Regions from separate parts of the Mus musculus genome. Here region 1 is linked to region 2. The links are chromatin contacts, called in public Hi-C maps. All regions are on one chromosome and are shown on one strand. The core of a region is the stretch at or near the end of the contact, and the rest is flanking DNA. Distances in the headings are between cores, read along the strand shown. Region 1 has its middle 9.1 kb from the start of n-TRacg3. Region 2 has its middle 33 kb from the start of Gm42188.

What was found. Hi-C and Micro-C count contacts between places; a contact is called where the count stands out from the background.
Region 1: a contact with region 2 is called in a Hi-C map of ventricular fibroblasts, with 5 times the contacts expected there. The contact joins two enhancer-like sites. A contact is called at or near these places in 3 of 484 Hi-C or Micro-C datasets (CD4 T cells, Th1 cells and ventricular fibroblasts) and 2 of 115 datasets of contacts at active chromatin or transcription factors (effector CD8 T cells and memory CD8 T cells).

What each region holds. Positions count from the first base shown.
Region 1 is chr3:19,616,398-19,621,500 of GRCm38.p6, reverse strand. No RefSeq gene overlaps it. Among named protein-coding and RNA genes, the nearest start is that of n-TRacg3, 9.1 kb to the left of the region's middle. Within about 2 kb of position 1,945, at least 33 of the 459 cell types and tissues checked have an H3K27ac peak or open chromatin away from gene starts, as enhancers often do.
Region 2 is chr3:19,405,064-19,409,857 of GRCm38.p6, reverse strand. No RefSeq gene overlaps it. Among named protein-coding and RNA genes, the nearest start is that of Gm42188, 33 kb to the right of the region's middle. Within about 2 kb of position 3,392, at least 99 of the 459 cell types and tissues checked have an H3K27ac peak or open chromatin away from gene starts, as enhancers often do.

The sequences.
Region 1 (5,103 bases), core at 696-3,195, 210 kb before region 2:
TTGAATTTAAAAAAATCATTTCACTCATAGATTGTTACAGCTATTGATTGATCAGAGAATGTGAAAAAGATCTATGAGGAGTGTACTGGCTAGTTTTGTGTCAACTTGACACAGCTGGAGTTATCACAGAGAAAGGAGATTCAGTTGAGGAAATGCCTCCATGAGATCCAGCTGTAAGGCATTTTCTCAATTAGTGATCAAGGGGGAAAGGCCCCTTATGGGTGGAACTATCCCTGGGCTGGTACTCTTGGTTCTATAAGAGAGCAGGCTGAGCAAGCCAGGGGAAGCAAGCCAGTAAAGAACATCCCTCCATGGCTTCTGCATCAGCTCCTGCTTCCTGACCTGCTTGAGTTCCAGTCCTGACTTCCTTTGGTGATGAACAGCAATGTGGAAGAGTAAGCTGAATAAACCCTTTCCTCCCCAACTTGCTTCTTGGTCATGATGTTTGTGCAGGAATAAAAACCCTGACTAAGAAAAGGAGCCATAAAAACTTTCCAAAAATAAGGTACTCTAATGAGTGGGAAAGAGGGAATGGGAAATCCTCACACTACCTTCTGAGGAAGACACAGAAAATTAAATAAGGACACCCCAAACAGTTGTCTCCCTAAGCTGCAGGGAGCAGCTGAAAAGAATGGTAAATGCTAGAGACCGTGAAAGGAAAATCGGGGACCTTGAGGAAGAGTGGCCATGAGTGTGGGGTTAGTTTTCAAGGAGGGCTAATATAGCTGTAGATAAAAGCATGCTGGAGAAAGGATTTAGCACAGCAGGTAATGTCATGGCCAGGTCAGCTAGCCTGTTCCAACCCATACTAGCTTGATGGGGCTGTTTCCTGCTCTTCCTGTACTTAGTGTGGAGGAAAGAGACTGATAACATGCTAGTACCTTGTCTCAGTGTCTCGGGAGTATTCAGTTAAGTCTGCTCAAAATGTCAGCGTCAGATAGCAAGCCCTGTATCTATTAGCTATTACACTGAAGATGTATTTTGATATATGAATTACATAGTGATGGCTATTCTTGTCAAGTTGACTACATCTGGAATTCACTAAAAACTCAAGTAGCTGAGCACATCTGTCATGGGTTTTTCTTGACTGAATCATTTGAGGTGGGAAGACCCTAAATGAGGGGCTTTCCCTCATGGCAGCCTAGATACAGAGCTTGGAAGAAAGCAGCTTTTGCTTTCTGCTTGCTGGCTCTCATTCTTAGTGGCCAGCTCATATTCTGGCTGCTGGGGCTCACCCTTATGTCACTACAGCCCGTTTCCACAGGATCTGACACAGGCTGAAGATCAGCTGAGATATTCAGCCTCACACACTGAACAAATATTTGATTCTTGAACTTTTTTCTTAGAAGCCAGCAAGCAAGAGCTTGCTTCTAAAATAATATTTCTCATTAGTGAATTCATACCCAAACAGATCACTTTTTAATCTAAGAAACTGTTACAATTCTATCCCTGGAGTGAAAATATTCCTCAAGAAAAAACAATAATTACTCTTCACCAAGCCAAAAATCTGCTGATTAAATAAACACTGAGAAAATGAAACTCAGCATCCAGACAATAGGAGTGAGAATGCTGTATCGCAGCAAACAACACAACAGAGAGAGGATGAGCCTGTGCCTAGCGGGTTTTCAGCCCTGGGGTAGCTCATGACCAGACTTTTGGCTATGCTACTGGAAAGCTCTGCTGGCAGGCAGTGGTGAGCAGGAAGTGTCGACGACTGAGTATAACTGCTGGTTTCATTCTCAGAACGTAATTTAGCTTCTTGAGCGCAGCCCTGAACCAGCATGACAACTCCAGAAACTCATATCATGCTTTCCCTGTCACTGGACCTTTCAGAGAAAGGCTTTTCTCACAAATGGCGTATGCTGAAAGAAATAACCAACAGGCTAGTGTGTTAACTTCCTACGTAGTTGTTAGCACTGTGGAAAATGCAGATATAAACTATAAGACACAGGACTAGAAGTCACAGGTATTTTGAGTCAAGTGCAGCTTAGCAGGTTTAGCAGATTCAGGACTGGGTCTAAATTCTTGCAACTATAGTTGAAAACCTCCTGGGAAGGGAAAGATGAAGTTTTTGGTTTTGTTTTGTTTTGGTGCTCATATTTTTGTACAACCTGGCAAAAGGGATATTGGATGGGAGGGTTTGGTTTTCCCAATGGTTTTTCTCTGTTTAGAGGAAATGTCCTTGAAACAGGCATAACTCTGAGTAAAGAGGAATGAGTAGTAAGGGAAGACTTGCTGCTCAAGTGCTTGAAAAACAAAACTCCATAAACCAGCTGACCAGCAGTCAAGGGGCAGTGGACAGTTCTATACTGTTTCATTTCAGAAATCTATCACAAAACATGAATATTGCAAAGAGAGCATAGAAAGGTCCCTTAAGAGCAAGTGCTGCGGTAGCCATTTTATTTCCAATAGATATTTTCTCTCTGCAATGCATGGTCAATCCTCATTTCACAAATATTCCCTGAATAGTTACTATGTGTTGGGCATAAAAAGACGAAGTTCCTTATCTTCAAAGTATAAAGATAATACATTAGTGGAAGATACTAAGGACAAATGGGGGAAGCCTCCATATGAACTCTGAAGATGGCTCACAGAAAAGACATTTGAGAAAAGGTACATAGAACAGTGGTTCTCAACCTGTGGGTCATGACCTTGACCCTTTCACAGAGGTTCTCCTAAGACTATCAGAAAACAGACATGAGCCTTCCAGTTTCCATCTCTGCCTGCAACAGATCCTCTGCCAAAGGGCTCCATACCCAAATAGCGCCAGGAGGGAGCTAGCCTCCCAGGAGTGCAGATAGGCCTATGAGTGCAGGTAGGATCAACACTGCTACTCAGAGGAACCCACCCCCACCCTCAGAACCCTCAGGACACAGGAACTAAGGGGCAGCCTGGGACAGGAGTTTTCCAGTCCTGTTAGAAGAAAGTTGGTCTCCCAGGAGTATCTACACACCTGCAAGCACAGGTAATATCACTCCTTCTCTTCAAATTCCTTGCCCAAGAGGGACCCTCATAGAGCCATCAGGATACAGGAACCAAGGGTCAGCTGGGAACAGGATCCTTCAGGTCTCTGTCTGCACCCCAGAGATGACCCTGTACCCACAGTTACCAAATTCCTTCCAGAGAGAACTGGTCTCCCAGAAGTACTGACAAACAGGTTTGTAGGAGGGACAAGCCACAATCAGAGACAGTAAGACCAGTTAACACCAGAGATAACCAGATGGCAAAAGGCAAGAGCAAGAACATAAGCAACAGAAACCAAGACTACTTGGCATCATCAGAACCCAGTTCTCCCACCACAGTGAACCCTGGTTACCCCAACACACCAGAAAAGCAACACTGAATTAAAATCACATCTCACTATGATGATAGAAAAATTTAAGAGGGACATAAATAACTCCCTTAAAGAAATACAATAGAAAACAGGTAAACAAGTAGAAGCCCTTAAAGAAAAAACACAAAAATCCCTTAAAGAACTACAGCAAAACAGAACCAAACAGGTCACTGAACAAAACCATCCAGGATCTAAAAACAGAAAGAGAAACAATAAAGAAATCACAAAGGGAGACAACCCTGGAGATAGAAAACCTAGGGAAGAGACCAGGAATAATAGATGCAAGCATCACCAACAGAATAGAAAAGATACAAGAGAGAATCTCAGGTGCAGAAGGTACCATAGAAAACAGTGACACAATAGTTAAAGAAAATGCAAAATGCAAAAGGCTCCTAACACAAAACATTCAGGAAATCCAGGACACAATGAGAAGACCAAACTTAAGGATAATTGGTACAGAAGAGTGAAGATTCCCAACTTAAAGGGCCAGTAAATATCTTCAACAAAATTATAGAAGAAAACTTCCCTAACCTAAAGAAAGAGATGCCCATGATCATACATGAAGCCTACAGAACTCTAAATACACTGGACCAGAAAAGAAATTCCTCCTGTCACATTATAATCAAAACACCAAACGCACTAAAGTGTGAATGCTTCAGTTCTTAAAAGGGGGGGACAAAATACTCATAGGAGGAAATATGGAGACAAAGTGTGGAGCAGAGACTGAAGGAAAGGCCATCCAGAGACTGCCCCACCTGGGGATCTCATATACAGTCACCAAGCCTGGACTCTATTGTGTTTCCCAGGAAGTGCATGCTGACAGAAACCTGATATGGCTGTCTCCTGAGACGCTCTGCCAGAGCCAGACAAAAACAAGGCAGATGCTTGCAGCCAACCATTGGACTGAGCACCATTGTGGGCCTGTGCCCCAGAGGCTTTCCATGGTCTGGTCTGGTTCGAGAATTCCCTCGAAGGGAAGTGAGTGCTGGCAGGGAAGGGAAGTCTCTTCTGCCCTTTCTGCTGCTACAGTTGGCTCTACCTCCATCTCTGCCATGATGTCTGGTTACTCTACTTGGTTACTCCGTGCCGCCCTGCACAGAGCTGTGTCAGGCTGAACTGACATGAGGTCGCCTGGCCAGTGAGGCACTCGGAGGAGCTTCAGGTGATACTTCAAGAGAGCAGACCTCTTCCCAAGTGTTACAGCTCTTAGAACAAAAGGCTCGGTCGATGGAGTAGTTCTCTTGCACTTTCAATTCCCTGGATAGCATTTATACACAGTTTTGGGGGTGATTCATGGTCTGACAGCAGATACCGCTCATTGGCTTGGACTGAGAGCTTGGGGAAAACCTTATTTGCATGTAGGAAGGCTTGGTAGCTGCTCCTACATGACTGATAGCCACATACCTCTCCCTTGGGGACTGTGGGGGTTATGGGAGCTATGGGGGCTGCAATTCTACAAGGGCAAGGGGCCTAGGAGACAGAATCAAATACCTTCCATCCCATGCAGGTGGGATTCACAAGTGGGTCACTGGGGTTCCATACCTTTGCTCGACTGGAGACCAGGGTATCTGTGCACAGCCCACCGCCCCTCACACCAGGTTCCCTGATGGAGGAGATGGAGAAGGGACTGTAGGCATCGAGGGGGTTTGCAGCCCTATGGAGGGAGCAACAGTGTCACCTGGCCAGATCCCCCGGGGTCTCCTGGGGCCTGAACCACCAACCAAACAGTACACATGGAGCAACCTATGGCTCCACCAGCATATATGGCA
Region 2 (4,794 bases), core at 2,143-4,642:
TTTGTTATTCTGTACCAATGTTCAAAATATAACCTCAATCTGACATCAAAATGCAAAGATCTCTCAAAATATAAGAACACAGTTATAAAATGCTTTTTGTTTTAAGAGTAAGTTCAATAATCTAAAAAAACTATCTTTTAATGATATAAACAATTTTTCTCTTTTACTTTTCTGATAAACTTCCAAATTATTAGCAGATTCTGGCTTCAAAATTAAAGTAAATATATTTTGTCTACATAAAAGAATTGAATATGAAAACATCATATTTAGAATTTCCTAAAATTAGCATGAATATTTGCCTCATGGTATTCCTTAGAAATTTCCCTGGACACTTATAGTTTATGTCATATCAATGATAAATACTATCTCAATAGATAATACAGCAAACGTTTAAGTGAGAATATGTTTGTTGTGATCTTTCTATTCCTGGAATCCTGACAGAGCTCTTCCAGAATGTGAGAAAGTCTGACATTCGAATGACTGGCAGCCAGATGTGTTTACTTGTGGCTAATGCTTCCCAGGAACATTTTGGAGGGAAGTGGGGTGGGTCATTTTTTAAGATTTATTTATTATTATATGTAAGTACACTGTAGCTGTCTTCAGACATACCAGAAGCGGGCAACAGATCTCATTACAGATGGTTGTGAGTCACCATATGGTTGCTGGGATTTGAACTCAGGACCACTGGAAGAGCAGTCAGTGTTCTTAACCACTGAGCCATCTCTCCAGCCTGGGATGGGTCATTGTTCTGCTCTTCCATGCCAATGGTCTTATAAGCAAATTATAAAAAGCACAGATAACAATCTGACAAAATAAAACTTCTCATCAAATAGAGATGACAGGCTTCTCTGCAATTCAAGGTTCATGTTTATAGAGCATGTTAGCCACTATGTACATAGCAATGCCTTAACAAAGAGAAATGACTGATGAGGCCGATAGCTGGTGTCCCAGAGTTCATAGTTTTGGTGTACTTACATGAAATTCAATCCATGAAAAATCTGCCTCCCCAATTCATGTCTTTCCCAAAACTTCAGAACATAACTATTTGAGGGAGGGGGTCTTTATACAGTTAGTTAAGATAAAGCCACACTGTTGCAGGAAAACCTAAATCAAATCTGTCTATATTGGCCTTATAACAAGATGCAAAGAGGTGGAGACACACACAGAGGAAAGATGATGTGGAGGCATGAGACACAAGGGGAGCACTGTGTAATGACCAAAGCAAAGGCTGCATGGTGCATCAGCAAGCCAGGCTCTACAGAGGATTGCTGATAACACTAGCCACCAAGGGAAAGCTACAGAACAGTCTCTCTTGAAGCTACACAGAGAACATGGCTCTGCCAACTCCCAAACCCCCGCAGCTGCTAAGCCAGACAGACCACATTCTGACCACTTGGACGCCACAGCAGCCTTTGCAAACCCTACCTCTTGTCTTGTCAATCATTTCCACTAAATACACATTTTGCCCCACTGCCTTCAGGACAAATCCCCAACTTACTCTAGAACTCCTTGTCCACTCATGCTTGGTTTCTGCTGATACCTTTTCAGCCATTAATTCTTTGTTCCTTTAACTCCCCATGTCTGGAACATTATTTGTCTTCTGTTTTCCCCCACACCCTTCTGGCTAATGCTGTTTCTTCTTGGCTTAGACATTTCTTCTAAAGGCTCTCTCTCTCTCTCTCTCTCTCTCTCTCTCTCTCTCTCTCTCTCTCTCTCTCTCCTTTTTTTACACCGCTCTGTTGCAATTGCTTGTTTATTTGTATAACATGCAGGAATTTTACCCTTCATTACTCAGGTGCAAAAAGAAAAAAAGTCACATTCCATTATTTCTAAAATTAAAACTAAATGTATTCCTCCGTCTCACCCTCTTGACTCAAAAGAATTTAATCCATGGGTCCCCTCCCTGTCTCACCCTTAATAAGATCATCCAAGAAGTCTGAATTCATGAAGTACCCAAAACAACTATGATGCTGTAGTTACATGCTGACCTACTGAGTTCTAGGAGCAGGATGTAATGAGGCAGCACAGCACAGCACAGCCCTACTCCGTACCATCTAGATGTGACTCAGAGATGCCTTGCAGCTGCTCAGAGACCCAGCATGTACTGACCAGTAAGGATTAACTTTTAAGAGGACTGTCTGGCAAGTAACTCCAGGATTGACAGTCCAAGCACTCAGATTTAAAGTCACCCCTGGGAACTAAAAGGCCCAGTGACCCTTTTGTTGTATGTTCTGTAGTCTTCCAGGGACTGTCACTCTCTGTCACTGGGGTTTGGACTTGAGGCTACTTTTGAAAATGGCATGTAATAGTAAATCATAATCAAGTCAATTGAGAGGCTAGGACGTAGCTCAGAGATAGTTTGTGTGGCATGTTGGAGGATCTGGATTCTTCTCTAGCATCACAAAATCCATAATAAATATAACCAACTAAAAAAAAAATAACACTGGAGAGATGTATCCCTGAGTTAAATCCACTTGCTACTCTTCCAAGGGACCCAGGTTTGCGTCCCCTCACCCACATAGTGGCCCACAACTCTCTCTAACTACAGGTACAGGAGATCTAACTCCCTCTTTTGCCCTCTACAACCACCAGGCACACATATAGTACATACGGCAAGAGAGCCATACACATAAAATTAAAATAATATTACAGACAAAGCTAAGATCCATTGACCAACCAAGGAGTACCTAAATTAATTCAGGAAACTTGCATCCCAATAGAGATGGTTAAAGGAAAGGGCACACCAGTGGGTTCTCAGCCACTGGAAATCGACTTCACTATGGAATTAACAGAGCATTATCAAAGAGGGAGCTGCTGGGAACTGCCTCAAGAAACGTATCCCCTGACAATCTTACATCACAAAATCCACCCACTAACTACCTACCTCCCTATTGGCATCCCATGGAAAGCAGCTCCTCCGACACCTACCCCTGCCACACACACAGACACCTGTAAAAAATGGCACATTATTGCCACAGACACATGAAAAGAGGGATGCCTTCTGTGGACAAGGACTACGACAGGAATTCAGGTAAATGTTCAACCCTGTAGCTTCAGCACAGCCACGACGAACCAACTGCTATCAACAAAGCCCTACAGAAAAACGTGACTCTCCCTTCTCAGGAGAGCCTAAAAGCTGCTCACTAAAGCGCATGCCCAAGCTGCTAAGCAGGCAGGAATCCTGTGAGCAATGCTTTTTGGCTTTATTGTCAGATAACCAAAGCTGTTAGACAGAACACCCTCTGTCTGCCCTATTCCAACGGCATATTTCACTTTTTAGTTACAAAAACGTGGTTTTAAATAAGAATGTTATGCAAGGGATGGAGTAGTGGGGGCCTTAGTGGAAGACGGCTTCCACTAACCACAACACACCACGAGTTCTTGGAACCTGCTGCTCCCTTCATATTTGGCACTAAGTGGCTCATTGTCCTTGTCTAGACAAGTGCTACAGGCTGCGTAAATGGTGAATGACTGCACAAAGCCTCTATTCATCCAGAATGGGAACGTGTTAATGTGCTGCCTTTTCAAGCCCAAGGGGTTTGCCGAGAAAGAACAATTTACAGCTACTTTGGTTTTAAATTAATATTTACTTAATGTTGGAGATTTTAAACCTAGCATCCTCACATTTTATGTGCAATTAACAAACAATGCTCTTCTCCTTAAGGTTCTAATGAAGTATGAATGACTAGTTATTCTTTTACTAACATTTGGCTAATTCACACTAAACAGGTAAAATGCTTTACAATAATCAAATAATCATTCTTACTTACAAACAATTAGTTCCTCCACGTTATTAAGTCATTTATTCCAATCTTTTAAATAGATTTGCAAATTTCATGTATTTAACATTTTATTTTAGGATCGAAATGTTTTCATGGTATGGTATAAGGAAAATGACCTGGTAACTGACTAATTGGATATGTAGCAAGAGACAGACACAGTTATGAGTTGAATACATTCATAGATATTTATTTATAAACATATACATATGTAGAGAGAGCTCTTAAGCTATCTTAAAACTTTAAAACTAGGAACTCTAACATAATAATGTAGCAAAAATCACAAGATTAATGCATCCGATCCTCCTAGGAGTTACACTTTAACAAACAAATATGACAGCTATCTCCTCTATCTTACCCAGAGGAAGTACTGGTGGGCTGGTTGAATTTATTATATTTAAATTTAATTGGAAAATTCCATATTATTGAGGTACTGGTTTCCTGAACAAAAGTGGAGTTAAACATGCAGGCAAGTTGACTGGCCTGTGCTGCCTATGACTTGTGATCATGAGACAATCTGTATCAGTCAGATGTTCAATAGATGAAGGCCCTGGAGACACGTGCTTACAAAAGGAAGCAGCAAGCCAGAGAGAGTCTACATCTACATGTCACTGGTGGATTCAGTTTTATACTAGTTGCCCCTTGGTTTTGCTTTTTTCCCTGCAAGTTTGCCCCCTGACTCCTTCCTCCTCCCTCTGGTGAGCTGAACTAATCTTATGATTGCATGACTGAGTCTTCATTGTACTGAGACCTTTCTCAGAGCGTGCACTCATACCCTCTTAATATCATCCTCTGCTCACTAAGCCTCCTGCTCTTCCTCAGACGTCTGTAAGCACAGTGTAAAAGCTGTTCTGCTGGCAAATGCTACTTACATTACCTGCTTAGTACTCTCCGGAACCTCTCAATACTTGCAGACAGATTAGAGTTAAGAACTTAGAAACTGTGCTACTGATGACATGAGGACCTTGAGCTGTGTGACTTAAGGTATAATGTGAAAGCTAAAACAAATAAAGAA